Linked DNA regions of Mus musculus: region 1 is linked to region 2. A link is a contact called in public promoter capture Hi-C data. All regions are on one chromosome and are shown on one strand. Each heading gives the region's core, a stretch centred on a gene start, on an enhancer-like site or on the middle of the called end of the contact. The rest is flanking DNA. Distances are from core to core; before and after follow the strand shown.

Evidence for each region. Capture Hi-C pulls out chosen DNA fragments and counts their contacts.
Region 1: a contact with region 2 is called in a promoter capture Hi-C map of liver, with 4 times the contacts expected there. The contact joins the promoter of Ubap2l here to the promoter of Isg20l2 in region 2. A contact is called at or near these places in 2 of 39 promoter capture datasets (liver and pre-B cells) and 1 of 9 other capture datasets (liver).

The regions. Positions count from the first base shown.
Region 1 is chr3:90,047,235-90,054,177 of GRCm38.p6, forward strand. Ubap2l (ubiquitin-associated protein 2-like) reads right to left here and starts at 5,281. Exons shown (of 28, transcript NM_001165984.1): 1 at 5,221-5,281; 2 at 536-665. The coding sequence starts at 625. It overlaps 4933434E20Rik (RIKEN cDNA 4933434E20 gene), which reads left to right and starts at 5,568. Exons shown (of 7, transcript NM_025762.3): 1 at 5,568-5,885; 2 at 6,274-6,375. The coding sequence starts at 5,820.
Region 2 is chr3:87,925,768-87,932,181 of GRCm38.p6, forward strand. It overlaps Isg20l2 (interferon stimulated exonuclease gene 20-like 2), which reads left to right and starts at 4,547. Exons shown (of 4, transcript NM_177663.4): 1 at 4,547-4,844; 2 at 5,564-6,414. The coding sequence starts at 5,717. Rrnad1 (ribosomal RNA adenine dimethylase domain containing 1) reads right to left here and starts at 4,428. Exons shown (of 8, transcript NM_153562.4): 1 at 4,089-4,428; 2 at 2,157-2,281; 3 at 1,796-1,988; 4 at 1,288-1,350; 5 at 964-1,107. The coding sequence starts at 4,199.

The DNA.
Region 1 (6,943 bases), core at 4,031-6,530, 2.1 Mb after region 2:
AATGAGTTATGAAAAAGCAAAAAAAATTATTTCTTTATATATAAATGAATGAGTCACCATAACTCAAACTGTATTATAGGGTCACAGTATTAGGGAGGTTGAGAATGATTGCTCTATGGTCTCATTTGTTAACGTACAAGAATAGTGAATATGCTAGTTTCTCATGGGGAAGGAAAAACTCAGGTAAGGAAGGCCTCAAAACCTTAGGGGAAAATAAGAGCAGAAGTCAAAATCTTTCACGAAAAGGGTTATATTTGATAAATATTGGTTAAAGAGAATAAGTAACGTACTGCTCAACTAGCTCTAATACTGGACACAGCACAGTATTCAAAATGAAGTCGTAAGCCTCACAACATTAAACAATAAAAAAGTAAACACATTTACACAGAATGTTGCTAATAGTTATCAGACCATGGAATAGCTAACAATAAGGAACCTAAATCAACACCCCAAAGCACAGAATGATGCTACACTGCATGGAAACCACTATCAGGTGGTATAGTTACTCATTGATTCACATCCTTGGATTCATTACCTGTGGCCGCTGCTTGTGCTGTGTCTGGTTTTGGTTTTGAGGTTGTTCCCAGTTTCCCCGGGCTCGGTTAGTGCCCACCGACGTCATCATTTACAGTATATACAAATAACAGTATTTACAAGGAAGAATACTGAAGAGGAAAAAACAGATGGTTAAACATAGGTAAAAAGTTTAAATTCCATTTTATCAGTACTTTACCACCAATTACTTTGCTATTCTCAACAAACCAAGGAAGTTCATCTATTTTTTTTTAACTCACCTATTTTTATTTTTAATTCACCTACTTTTATTCTTTTTTCTAGTGGTGCTGGGGATCAAACTCAGGCCTTTATATATGCTAGGCAAGCTCTCTACAACTTAGCTATATTTTCAACTCAAGATCCATCTTTTAATATATATTTTGGGTTTTAGTGTGAGCTGGCCTCAAACATACTATAGCAAAACTGACTTTGAAAACCTAATCAGGGGGAGGAGGGTGTGGGGGACTTTTGGGATAGCATTGGAAATGTAATTGAGGAAAATACGTAATTAAAAAAAAAAAAAAAAAAAAAGAAAGAAAACCTAATCATCTTTCCTCTACTTCCTGAGTATTGTGACTACAGGTGTGTGCCACTGAAAAAAACATTTTTTTTGTTATAGTGTAATAAATATGACTGTTATTACATTTTTATTCATATGCATCAGTGATAAAACATATGGTTCTGTATGCATAAAGTCCTAGGCTAGGCTAAGTAATCAAACCCTACACCTGAAAACGTATAAAAGTATATGTGATGTTTGTTTGAAGATAGTCTATGTAGCCTTGGCTGGCCTCAAACTCATGGCAATCTTCCTGCTTCTTCCTCCCATGTGCTGTCCCATATGACTTTTAAAAAAAAAGACATTAGAAACATACTTGATTACTGCTATCTTGCAAATAAGCAAAAATCATTATCAATATTAAAAAACTTTCTAAACATGTCAAAGTATCTGAAGTGTCTTTGACAAAAAGAAAGACAATTAACAAACCCTGAAAATACATGCCTTCCAGGAGTTGGGCACAGCACATACCTGTAATCCCAGCACTTGGAAAGCTGACCAGAGAAGATCATAAATTTGAGGCCAGCCTGGGCAACACAGTAAGATCCTGTCACAAAAGATAGACAGACATGAAAGAAGGAAGGAAGGGAGGAGAGAGGGAGGAAAGGGGAGAGAGGGAGGAAAGGAGGAAGAACCTTCTAGATTAGTCTATAAATCAAAGAAATTGCAGTTTTATAATACTGGATGAACTGTGGGCATAGCTCAGTTAAGGGCCTAAGGGTTCATAGCCATAACCGGGCTAGAAGGAAAAAAAAATACCCAGTACACATTAAAAACAGTCATAGCCTTACACTGTTTGACAAGCTGTGTGTGACTTCTACTACTTAGAAAAGACAAATTCATAACTAGCCTTTTATTTCCAGTTTTAGCTCTTCATGACTAGGGCATGTGTTAGTCCTAGTGACTACCCAGAATCTATTTCCTAGACAGTTAATTCCAACACACTGCCTTTGCAGCTGTTTCAGCTGGTCTCCTATATATTTTCAAGTAAACAGAATGGCAATTACTCTCCACCACTCACCTTAAAACAAAAGAGAATCCCAAATCTGCCCCCAATCAAATCCACCTATCACCAAGTTTGAAAAGGCTTCTAGGAAATGACTTTAAATTGGATAATGTTTGCAGAATGGCTTCACTTTTTGAAGAGACATAGAACATAGAGCCTTCTCAAAACTAGAACATAGTTTCTGTACTTTCTATCAAATAAGTGTTCTACTAAATTCAAGTTCTCTTTCTTCATATTGTTTTGTAATGTAATCTCATCTGCTGCTTTGAGTAAACAAAGGAAACATTCATCATCATGATAGTGTGCTCAAAATCAAGTTACTTTTCATTGTTTTATCCCTTTTCAAAGAAGACAAATTTATACTTTCCTGCTCTACATTTTTTTGTTCACTAACGAAACGTTATACAAGGTAATTCTAGACTGCCCAGCAGACACTGAATTTTGAGGTCAGGAGAGTTCTAAAGAAATATGCAAGGATTAAGTGGAGACATGAACTTCACCCATTTCTTGGATAACACAGAAAAAAAGCTGGCTTTTCACCAAGGAGTGTCAATAGGTTGCACAAGTCTTTGTTTTTGATGTGGTTATTAAGAACAAAGACTTCTACTTCATTCCTCATCGCCAATTTAGGTTTTAACAGGCACAGCACTAATTTTTAACCAGTACCTCTTCCCCAACATACATGTACAAAGACCTGTAAATAGTATAGTATTAGGTCACTTTCCCAAGCTAACATTATAGTTGTTTCAATACTTAATTTACAAAAATACAAGTGTTGTTTAACTAAGTACTGGTGGATCCAAAACAGCAATAGTTGGGGGAGAAGAGCTAGAGGAAAAATTATGTTTTAAAATTAGCTATAAGATAGTCAATCCCAACCTACTCCTGTTCCTGTGGTTTAAAAATGCTATATGGTTTCTATTCCATGTATATGAATTTTTAAGAATTATACCATAAATATAAGCTGTAAGATTAGTTGTATAGATCACTGCACATTTTACAAGTTAGATGTAAATATAGTCATATTGAAAGATATGTAACTAGCCAGAAAAAAAAATCTTTTTAATCAGTCTTGCTTTTAACTTCCATTTCCCTCTTTGGAAATACTTTGAAATGTGTAACTAAGAAAAATTTAACCCCCTCATTAGTAACAATGAGCAACAGGTCAAAAGTAAATAATCTGGGCAAACCACTTAAGGGCACAGAATTAGTACATTTTAGTAGCAAACAAAGATGAATACCTAGAGTTATACAGTGAAAGTGAGTGGCCTTGTTTTGTGAACTCATAGAAAACCTAAGTACTTAAGGGAAGTGGGATGAGAAAGAAGTATTGGAAACCAAGGGAACACTACAGAACAAGTACAGGTTTCAACAAAGAAGTGCCCTTGACTACATTTTGAAAGCCAGCTACTTAAAAAAATAGCCAGAGAAATTTTACTGAAAAAAATAAACAATAAGTATTTATTGAGAATCTACTACTTGTCCAATCCTTCAGGAAATACAAAAGCAGTGTGACTTAGTTGCTGCTCTCAGGGAGCTTACAATCTAATGTGAGAAACAATTCAGACATTCTGAAGTTGGACTGGGATGGGTAAGGCTTACCACTTCTAACAGAGAAACTAATTTTCCTAGACCTGTGTCCCATTCCCCAACCACCTTCAATCTAATAGGAGTCTTCCCAGTTAGAAACACTGGGGAAAGCCAGTACATTTAGCCCTTCCTCACTATTTTACATGACAGCAGTATCTCCCATTCACAACAGAAACAATCACTGGGATGATCTATAATTAAAGACAGTGGTATAGGACCCACAACACAGTCTTATCAACAGATACACATCCAAATATTTTAATCTCTAATGCTGGTTGTCAAACTGACTCATACCCCCCTCCCAGCAAGACACAGCAGATATCCCCAACGCAGAATATGGGAGGTGGAGACAAAAAATAATCTCTCCATTTAGTAGTCAGTGAGTCAAAGGCAAAAACAAATTTAACAAAATCGCCTTTAACTGTTTTTTCTTTCCACAACAACCTACACCAGAGGTTGCTAAATTTTAAGAATCGTGGAAAACAGTCTCTTGTTTGTGACATCACTTTGCAAAACAATTTAGGGGCTGTCCACCAGGTGAAGGGTCTCAAGAAATTTGGAATTCCATTCCCATTATGAGAAAAATGAACAAATGCCCAGTCTAGTGACATCCCTTAGGCGCAACACAATCCACGGGGGCCTCCATGTCCAGCTTCCCAAATAAGATAACTGCTTGGGTAGCCAAAACTACAGTATAGACAACAGGAAGTCAAAGACTGCAGCGAAAATATATTCCACGACCAGGGTCGGTAAGAAAGAAGGCAGGGTAATAAGAGGAGCTGACAAAGAGGCTGGAAATGAACAGAGAGGACAGAAGCCCACGCGCGGAGGATGGGAGACTCACCCCCCTCCGCGCCACATCTAGAGCCCATGGGGCCATTCGCTTCTCTACCTCCCACCCGGAACAAATTAATCCTCCGCACTCCAAACCGAGGGCCACATGGGGGAGTTTGGGGCAGCTCCACCCCATCGCCACCCCCCCTCCGCCCCCAAAACCAGGCCGGATCCGGATCAGAGGCCCAGAGAGGACTGGGGAGGGAGGAGGCCTTCTCCACAAGACACTGACCCTCCTAAACAACCCTACCTCAGGCTGGGCCCAGGCCTCGCTCGCCCGCGCTCTTTCTCGCTCTCCCCCTTCAGGCTCTAGCCACATGCCCCCCCCCTCCGGCTGCCCCAAGCCCCGCCCCGGCCACGCTCCCAAATCGAGGCCCCGGCTCTGGCGCGGCCCAGTAGGCCGCGAACCCAACTATAAACAAAACCCCCGGCGGCCAATTCGAGGTGGGGAGGTTGGACGCCCGGGTTCCCAAGACCAGAAGGGAGGGTGTACAGTGGGGAGACACACGGCGTGGGGGGGGCCTACCGCGGGACAGGAATACGGAGGGGACAGAGGAAAAGAAGGGAGGGTAAAAAGGGGATCGCGGATTTAAAGGGGCCGCGGACAATACCCGGCCCCGCCGCGTTGCCGCTGCCGCCGCCGCCGCCGCCAACGCCGCTGCGCTCCCAACTTTACCTCAGTCTCCTCCACACTGACACCCCGGGCCGCGCCGCCCCTGTCACGTGATATAAGATTCCCTCCTCCCCACCCCCTCCCTCCTTTTCCCTCTCGCGCTCGCTCTCGCGCCTTCCCCCTCCCACTTGCCTTCCTGCGTCCCTCAGCACGTGACGCGAAAGGGCCGCGCACGTCAGCGTGCGCGCGCCTCCCCGCCACGAAACACTGCTCTTGAGTTCCGCGCGCCCGCCCCGCCCCCGCCCCGCCCCGCACGGATCCGCCTCCATCACGTGACTCCAGTAAGGTCTCGGCTTCCTCTTACTGGCGTAGTTCCGCGTCTCCGCACTCCCAGGTACCTTTGCGGACATAAGTCACGTGGCGGAGGGGGTGGGGGTGGGGAAATGGGACGGGAAGGTCCGATGCTTAACTAGCGCCCCCATCCACCATGTTTTCTGACGGACTCTAGCCTGGTTTTTTTTTTTTTTTTTTTTTTAATCGAAAACCATATGGAAATGTTCGGAGAGCTCCAGGGAACCTAGGTTCCCTGGCTTCGGCAGAGCCTGGGCTAACGCGCGAGCGCGGCGGGACTGTCCTAGCAGGTGTTCCCGGAGAGAGAGGCGATGGCGTCTAGTAGTAACTGGCTTTCTGGAGTGAATGTCGTGCTGGTGATGGCGTACGGGAGCCTGGTGAGATCCCCATTCTCTTCCTCTTGTGGCATTTGTCTGAGTCCCGACCCTCTGAGCCGGACTCCTGAAAAGAAGGCTCCTGAGCCGTTCTGTCTTTGTTCTTCAGCCACTTAACTTGTTTTGTTTCTGGACTTCCGAATTGTATCCGTAGACAGTCTGAGATCTTTAAGTCAAAGCTGCCTGGCTCTAAGTAAGAACCCTCCCTCTTAAATTCTAGAGCCCAGATTAACATGCCTCTCCGTTACTAGCCCCTGACCCACCTCCGTCCTTAGCGACCCGGCTTCGCCCCAAAGCATCCAGCTCTGAAGGCCTAAACCCAGGGATTTTGAAAGTGAACATTTTAAAAAATTATTGCTATTACTAAAATGGCTCTAATCTCTTTGGGCAGGTATTCGTACTGCTGTTTATTTTTGTGAAGAGACAAATCATGCGCTTTGCAATGAAATCTAGAAGGGGACCTCATGTTCCTGTAGGACACAATGCCCCCAAGGTAGGTCACTAGAATGCAAGGTAAACCTGTTCTTTGGCACAAGGAGATTTTTCTCGGACTTTAAAAGAAGACTTTTATTCATATGCTTCCTTTCATTCCACAGTCTAAGCAATAACTTCCTGCTCACTGCTGCTCCACAACATGTACCTTAAGATTTAAACCAATTCAGCTGTAAAATGTCTCATCTTCAACTAAAATTACTAAATATTTCATGTTGCTTTAGTTTAAGCATGATGCTGAGAACACTTACAGTTGGTTCCAGCGTTGTGAGAATGGTTGCCTTTGCAGAATTTTAAAGATGCCCATTGTGCTTGCTTAGAATGCAGACGACTGGGTTTAATCCTTGACACTGCTGAAAGCAAGGGGCGGGGCAATAATCACCTAGTTATACTTTTCAAGTCAAACCTAAAGCCAAAGAAAGAAATTACCTAACAACTTTTTAATGTTGTTATTGTTCTTTGTTTTGTATTTTGAGACATACTGAACACCCAATTGTAACCCAATAACTCTCACCACGGAACCTCAAAGCAGCCCTCCTGCAAGGACAGTACAAGTAATGAGATTACCA
Region 2 (6,414 bases), core at 3,297-5,796:
TTCTTTTTTTCCTTTTTTTGGTTTTTCGAGACAGGGTTTCTCTGTGTAGCCCTGGCTGTCCTGGAACTCACTCTTTAGACCAGGCTGGCCTTGAACTCAGAAATCCACCTGCCTCTGCCTCCCAAGTGCTGGGACTAAAGGCATGTGCCACCACCACTGCCCAGCTCCCTTTTTCTTCTGGTGGTGCTAGGGATGGAACCCAGGGCTTCAGGAAGGCTTCTGCAAGTGTCCTGCCACTACTGATCGGTATCCCAGTTCTTCTGGCTTCCTTGTAGGTAATGAGTCTAACACATGACTGTGGGTTAGGGATACAGCTCGGTGGTCATGGCTTTATCTCTAGCACAGCAAATAATATTACCCATCTGGCCATATCATAGTTTACTATGAGAACATGTATGGAAATTACACAAACTAGAAAGTGCCTTTGAGCATCTTGTGTGGATGCTTTGGGGAAGAAACAAAAAACAGCAGAAATAAAAAGGAGAAATCTGGGAGTAGAAAATGAGTCTTGGGCTGGCGAGATGGCTCAGTGGGTAAGAGCACCCGACTGCTCTTCCGAAGGTCCAGAGTTCAAATCCCAGCAACCACATGGTGGCTCACAACCATCCGTAATGAGATCTGACTCCCTCTTCTGGAGTGTCTGAAGACAGCTACAGTGTACTTACAATAATCAATAAATAAATCTTTAAAAAAAAAAAAAAAAAAGAAAAGAAAATGAGTCTTGAGCTGGAGAGATGGCTCAGTGGTTAACAGCACTAGCACTGACTGCTCTTCCTAAGGTCCTGAGTTCAAATCCCAGCAACCACATGGTGGCTCACAACCATCCTTAATGAGATCTGACGCCCTCTTCTGGTGCATCTTAAGACAGCTACAGTGTACTTAGGAAAGAAAATGAGTCTTACTCCATAGTCCCAGCCAAGCACCCTGCTCCTAACAGTGCAGGCTGCAAGGAAGGCAGCTTACCTTTGGGTGCCTCTTCTCCATTTTGTCCAGAGCCTTCAGGAGCTCCTGGTCTAGATGCTGAGCTCTCTTTACCAGCCTCTGATTCCCTTCAAGGCTCTTCACCATCAGCCCCAGCCCCAGAGACATGAAGCGGGAGAGGTGGCCCTGGAGTCATGAGGGAGGACAGCATTGTTCAGTGCCCTGTCATCCAGGGTGTGGATGACTGGGTCCTGGGCTCCATCAAAGGCTTAATATCCACCCCCTACCCCTGACTTCCCACTTCTCAGCACTTGCTTCCATGGGCATCCGACCTGCTAATCTTGCCTTGCCTGGAGTCTGGCTCACCTGGCCTGAGCCCACATCCACAACTTGGGTGCAGCCAGTGAGATCGCTAAGCTTCTTCACCAACTGAAAGAAGAAGAAACAAAAGTTTCTTCTTGGCATTGGCTCCTGACTCCTGAAGCAAGAACTCAGAAGGATGGTAGGAGCCTAGATGCTAGGGAAACATTGAGGATATCACACCGATAAGACATGTCAAATCAGTTCTGAGGATAATGGTAGGTGTCTAGCCTCGACTGCTTGCCCCTTAAGTCAATGACTCAAAAGCAAAAGCCCTGTAGGCTGTAAAACCAAAAATTGACTGCAGTGAACAGAATAAAGGTCACCCATACACAGCTACCAATCAACCCAGAAAAATGACAGGAAAGCCTTTCAGCACCAACAGACAGGGGTCTAGCATATTTGCTAAGGAAGGGGACCTCTGAAGTTGCTGGTTCCTGTATTTGCATCTTCATAACCTATCAGCTTTAGGAGTCCTAGGCTCTCATAGTCTAACCTCCAGCAGTCCCCTCACCTCTCCCAGCCTCCGGATCTCATGCTGCTTCTTGGGCTTGACATGTTTCCGAAAAGGAGCTGTTAGTCGGGAGCTCTGGCTGGGGTTCTCCAGGAACTCTGATGGGGTGTGAAAGCCAGGTGTCCGGGTAAAGGCGAGGGCACAAGCTGTGGACTTCAGGGCCAGCAGGGTGAGTGGCCACACAGACCTGTACCTGAGATAGTCCAGCCCAGGCTGCTAGTGAATAGCCCACAATCACATCCTGAGTGTTCCAGCTTATGATCCAGCTGCCCAGGAAGACCCATTGAGAGTATCTACACAAGACTCAATACATGGCTCAGTGCTCATTCCCCATCTCAGGGCTCCTCTGGCTTGTACATACCTCATTTCCTCCCCGTCCCTCGGCATCCCCAGCAGCAGGGTGGCCAGCTGTGGTGGGTTCAGTCCATCCAGTGCTTCTTGCCATGAGTGGGGGAGTGTGCCCCACAGGCTGTCCGTGAAAAATTCCTGCAGGAGGAGCCAAGCAGTTTGAAGGACTCTACAACTATTCCCATTGTCTCAGCCCCATCTCAACTCTCCAGCTCATCACCTGCCTTTTTTGGCACTAGTGCCCAAGATGACAAGATGCCCGTATCTCCTGTCCATCTGTATCAGCTCTCAAGCCTGTCCCTGCCTCTACTAGCACCCATGTGGTACAGACTGCACTATATGTACACCTCTCATTATTAACACCCCATTCATTTCTGTTTTTCTCCATTTAGTTTCTTGTTTGGTCTGTTGGTTGTTTTTAAATTTTTATTTATTTTTATTTTATATACACTGGTGTTTTGACTGCATGTATGTCTGGGTGAGGGTGTTAGATCCCCTAGTACAGAAGTTAAAAGACAGTTGTGAGCTGCCATGTTGGTGCTGGAAGTTGAACCTGGGTCCTTTGGAAAATCTCTTGACCCCTAAGCCATCTCTCCAGCATGACCAATGTCTCTTTTCTTTTCTTTTTTTAAATCATGCATCACTAGCATGATCTCACCACAGCATTAACAGGTAACTATTTAGTAACCTGCTATTTTATGGTCCAGACAGCTGTGTATTTTAATTCATTCATTTGTTCTTTTAAAATTCTGGGGCTGTGGGGGCCAGGTATGGTGTCTATTATTAAAGGATCCCAGCACTCAGGTGGCAAAGGCCAGAATATCTCCATGAGATATTTCAACATAGTGAGTACCCATCTGAAAATAATGAACTAATTAAGGAGCAATTAAAAGCCTTGTTAGGAAGCCGGGCGTGGGCGTGGTGGCGCATGCCTTTAATCCCAGCACTCCAGAGGCAGAGGCAGGTGGATTTCTGAGTTCGAGGCCAGTCTGGTCTACAAAGTGAGTTCCAGGACAGCCAGGGCTATACAGAGAAACCCTGTCTCGAAAAAACAAAAAACAAACAAACAAAAATGCTTTTAACCACATAGCCATCTTGTTAGTCCTAGACAAACATTTACCCTAAAACAGCGGTTCTCAACCTGTAGGTTGGGACCTCTTTGGGGGTTCACACTTCAGCTATCCCGCATATCAGGTATTTACGATTCATAACAGTAGTAAAATTACAGTTACAGAGTAGCAACAAAAGATACTTTTATAGTTGGAGATCACAACATGAGGAACTGTACTAAATGGATGGATGTAGGATCACGAAGGTTGAGAATCACCCCACCCACAAGCCTTGCTGGTGCTCTTCTGTGTGTGTGGGGGGGAGTTGGGGGGAAATGAGACATGTCTCAACACTCGTTAAGCTGGCTGCAAGTCAAGACAATTCTGCCTTAGTCTTCTGAGGGGCGAGATTACAGAAAGGTAACTTTATGTATGTCTGCCCTGTTTTGTTTCCCTCCCCTCCTTTTTTAAAGTAACATCGTCCAGTCCAGGCTGCCCTAGAACTTGTTTTGTAGCCCAGGGGAACCTTTTACTCCCGATTCTCCTGCATCTACTTCTTAGGTGACAGGATTACAAGGGTACACCACATTTGGCCAAGCACTTCCTCTTCCCCAACCCACTCTTTATTGCCTTTAGTGGAGGATATCCTATGGAACATCTCGTTTCTCGTATGTTTCTATGCAACTGTAGCATGGCCAAATGTTGGTTGTGGGGTTTCAAATGAAACAAACAAAACTTAAGTATTAGAGTCAGAAGGCTGGGTGAAAAGTATTCTAGTAGTCAACGCGTTCCTTATTAGGAAGAGATAAAAGCTGTCTCCACATTTTCTCTGCAGTGGGCTCCTATTCACCCCCCGCCCCCCAAGAAGCACCCCGCCCTCAGCCCGGTGGCCTCACGATGATGTAGGCGTCCAGGATGGAACGGTAGTGAGCTAGGACGCGGGTGAGGTCCACAGCCAGTTGCCTTCTCTCCTCATGCGAGAGGCCATGGGCTGAAACGCCCCGCATCCTGTGGCGTGAAATGTCGGTGCAAGGAGGGAGGAGGTGAGGAGACACAAGGTCGGTACCACGAAACCATGCAACCCAAACCGGACTCAATTCTGCACGCCCGACGCAAAGCAAGAACTCCGAACCCGCCCGACGACACCTCTCAGGGCGATCCCGTCCTATTACAAATCCTTAGAACAAGGCGCACTTGCCCAACGTCACGACTTCCACTGGGCCAAGCCATTTGCGCAGCCGCAGGGGACTCGGAGACGTCACAGAAGCGCGCCCAGCACCAGCTTACGGCGAGGGGGTCAGCTGCAGGTCCCACCCTCCCTCCCGGAAGTGGGACCACGGTTCCGGCGCACTCTGTTCCGCTTCCCGCGGCCCACCACCTTCGAGTTGTACCTCCACGGGGCCCGAGGGGCCGGGGAGCGCATCCCGCCCCCGCCCCCACCCACGCCGCCGCCGCCGCCACCGCCGTTCCCGCTGCTCACGCACTCCGAGTCGCTGGCCTCGCTGCCTGAGGTGGGGGCGCTGCGGGCGCGTGCGCGCCGGCCGCCTTCCCGTTGTCGCCCGCGTTCTTGCCGTCCCGGCATACGTCGGCGCGCGCCTGCGCCTGCATCCGGCTTCGGACGCTTGCGATCTTAGTGGGGAACCAACTTGGAGGTAGGTGTATAGGGTGTTCGGGAATAGTTCGTGGATCGTCAAGAATGTGGTGGCCGAGGTGGCTGGCCCTCCACTGTGTCCTTACTGTGGGAGACAGGTAAGGTATGTGAGGAGATCGCCCCCACGTGGAGCCGAGGGAGCGCGACACCTGGATTTGGTCTTCATTTCGTAGCACGCTGAGAATTCCTGGGTGATCCAGAGGGTATTTGTGTTGTTTCTTCTCACCACTGGTACTTAAAAGTCTCATCTGACGCCCTTGTTTTGACTTCATAGACATGATAGAGTCGATCTCCGTGGGTCCCACATCTTTTTATCCGCAGCCTCAGCACCCTCATTTTATGTAATTAGATTTATTATTTGTCTGAGTGTTTTGTTTGTATTTATGTATGTGTATCGTTTAATTGCCCGGGGCCTGCAGAGATCGGAAGGCATCTAGTTTTTTCTGAAGCTGGAGGTACAGATGCTGTGAACTACTACAACGTGGGTGCCTGGAACTGAACTTAATATCTCTGCGAGAGCAACAAGGTTATAACTACTAAGGCGTTTCTCCAGCCCCAGCATCTTTAGTTTTTAAAATGGCACAGAGATCCGGAGAAGGGAAATAACCCTTTTAAGACCAACCTAAAGGTGAATTGTGGAGGCTTCAGTAGTTAGCCGGGCTTTGGGGCTTGTGGAAGTTATCACTTATGTCTTCCAGAACTGATCTTCTTTTCTCTCAGGCCTATGGTGCGGGAATCAGGATTACTTTGTCCCCAAGGCTGATTGCAGACCTCCACATGTTGAACTATGGGATTCCACAGAGGATGAGCCTCTCATCCTTTTGCTATCAGTGAGCCATTCTTCCCAGCTTCCTCCCACCATCCACTGATCTCATGTCTACCATACTCCTGAATTTAGACTTTGGGCAACCTTCGAAAAAGGCATTTGGAGGAAATGCCAAACATCAACGCTTTGTCAAGAAGCGAAGGTTCTTGGAACAGAAAGGATTTCTGAATAAAAAGAACCAACCCCCTAACAAGGTGTCTAAGTTGAACTCAGAACCTCCAAAGAAAGGGGAAACTTCAAGAGTAGATGGCATTTTGAAGATCCTTCCATGCCCAAAGAAGAAAGAGGCAGCTGCCTCCAAGAGGGACTCAGAGCAGTCCAAAGACAAGAAAGCACCATTGTCTTGGCTGACCCCTGCTCCTTCAAAGAAGACTGCTTCTGTTGTGTCTAAAATAGATTTGCTAGGGGAGTTTCAGAGTGCCCTTCCAAAGACTAAGAGCACCCAGAAGAAGGGCTCCAAGAAGAAGTCCTTGAAAAAGAAAATTGCTACAGAGAACTCCACCCAAGCTCAGTCAAAGGATAAAGGCTCCAAGAAGAAGCCCTTGAAGAAAAATGCTGTACCGAACTCCACCCAAGCTCGTTCTGAAGATAAGTGCCCTACAGTCCCCCAAAACTTGCCAGGGAAGATGGTGGCAATAGACTGTGAAATGGTGGGCACAGGACCCAAGGGACGCGTTAGTTCCCTGGCTCGATGCAGCATTGTAAATTACAATGGTGATGTGCTGTACGATGAGTACGTCCTCCC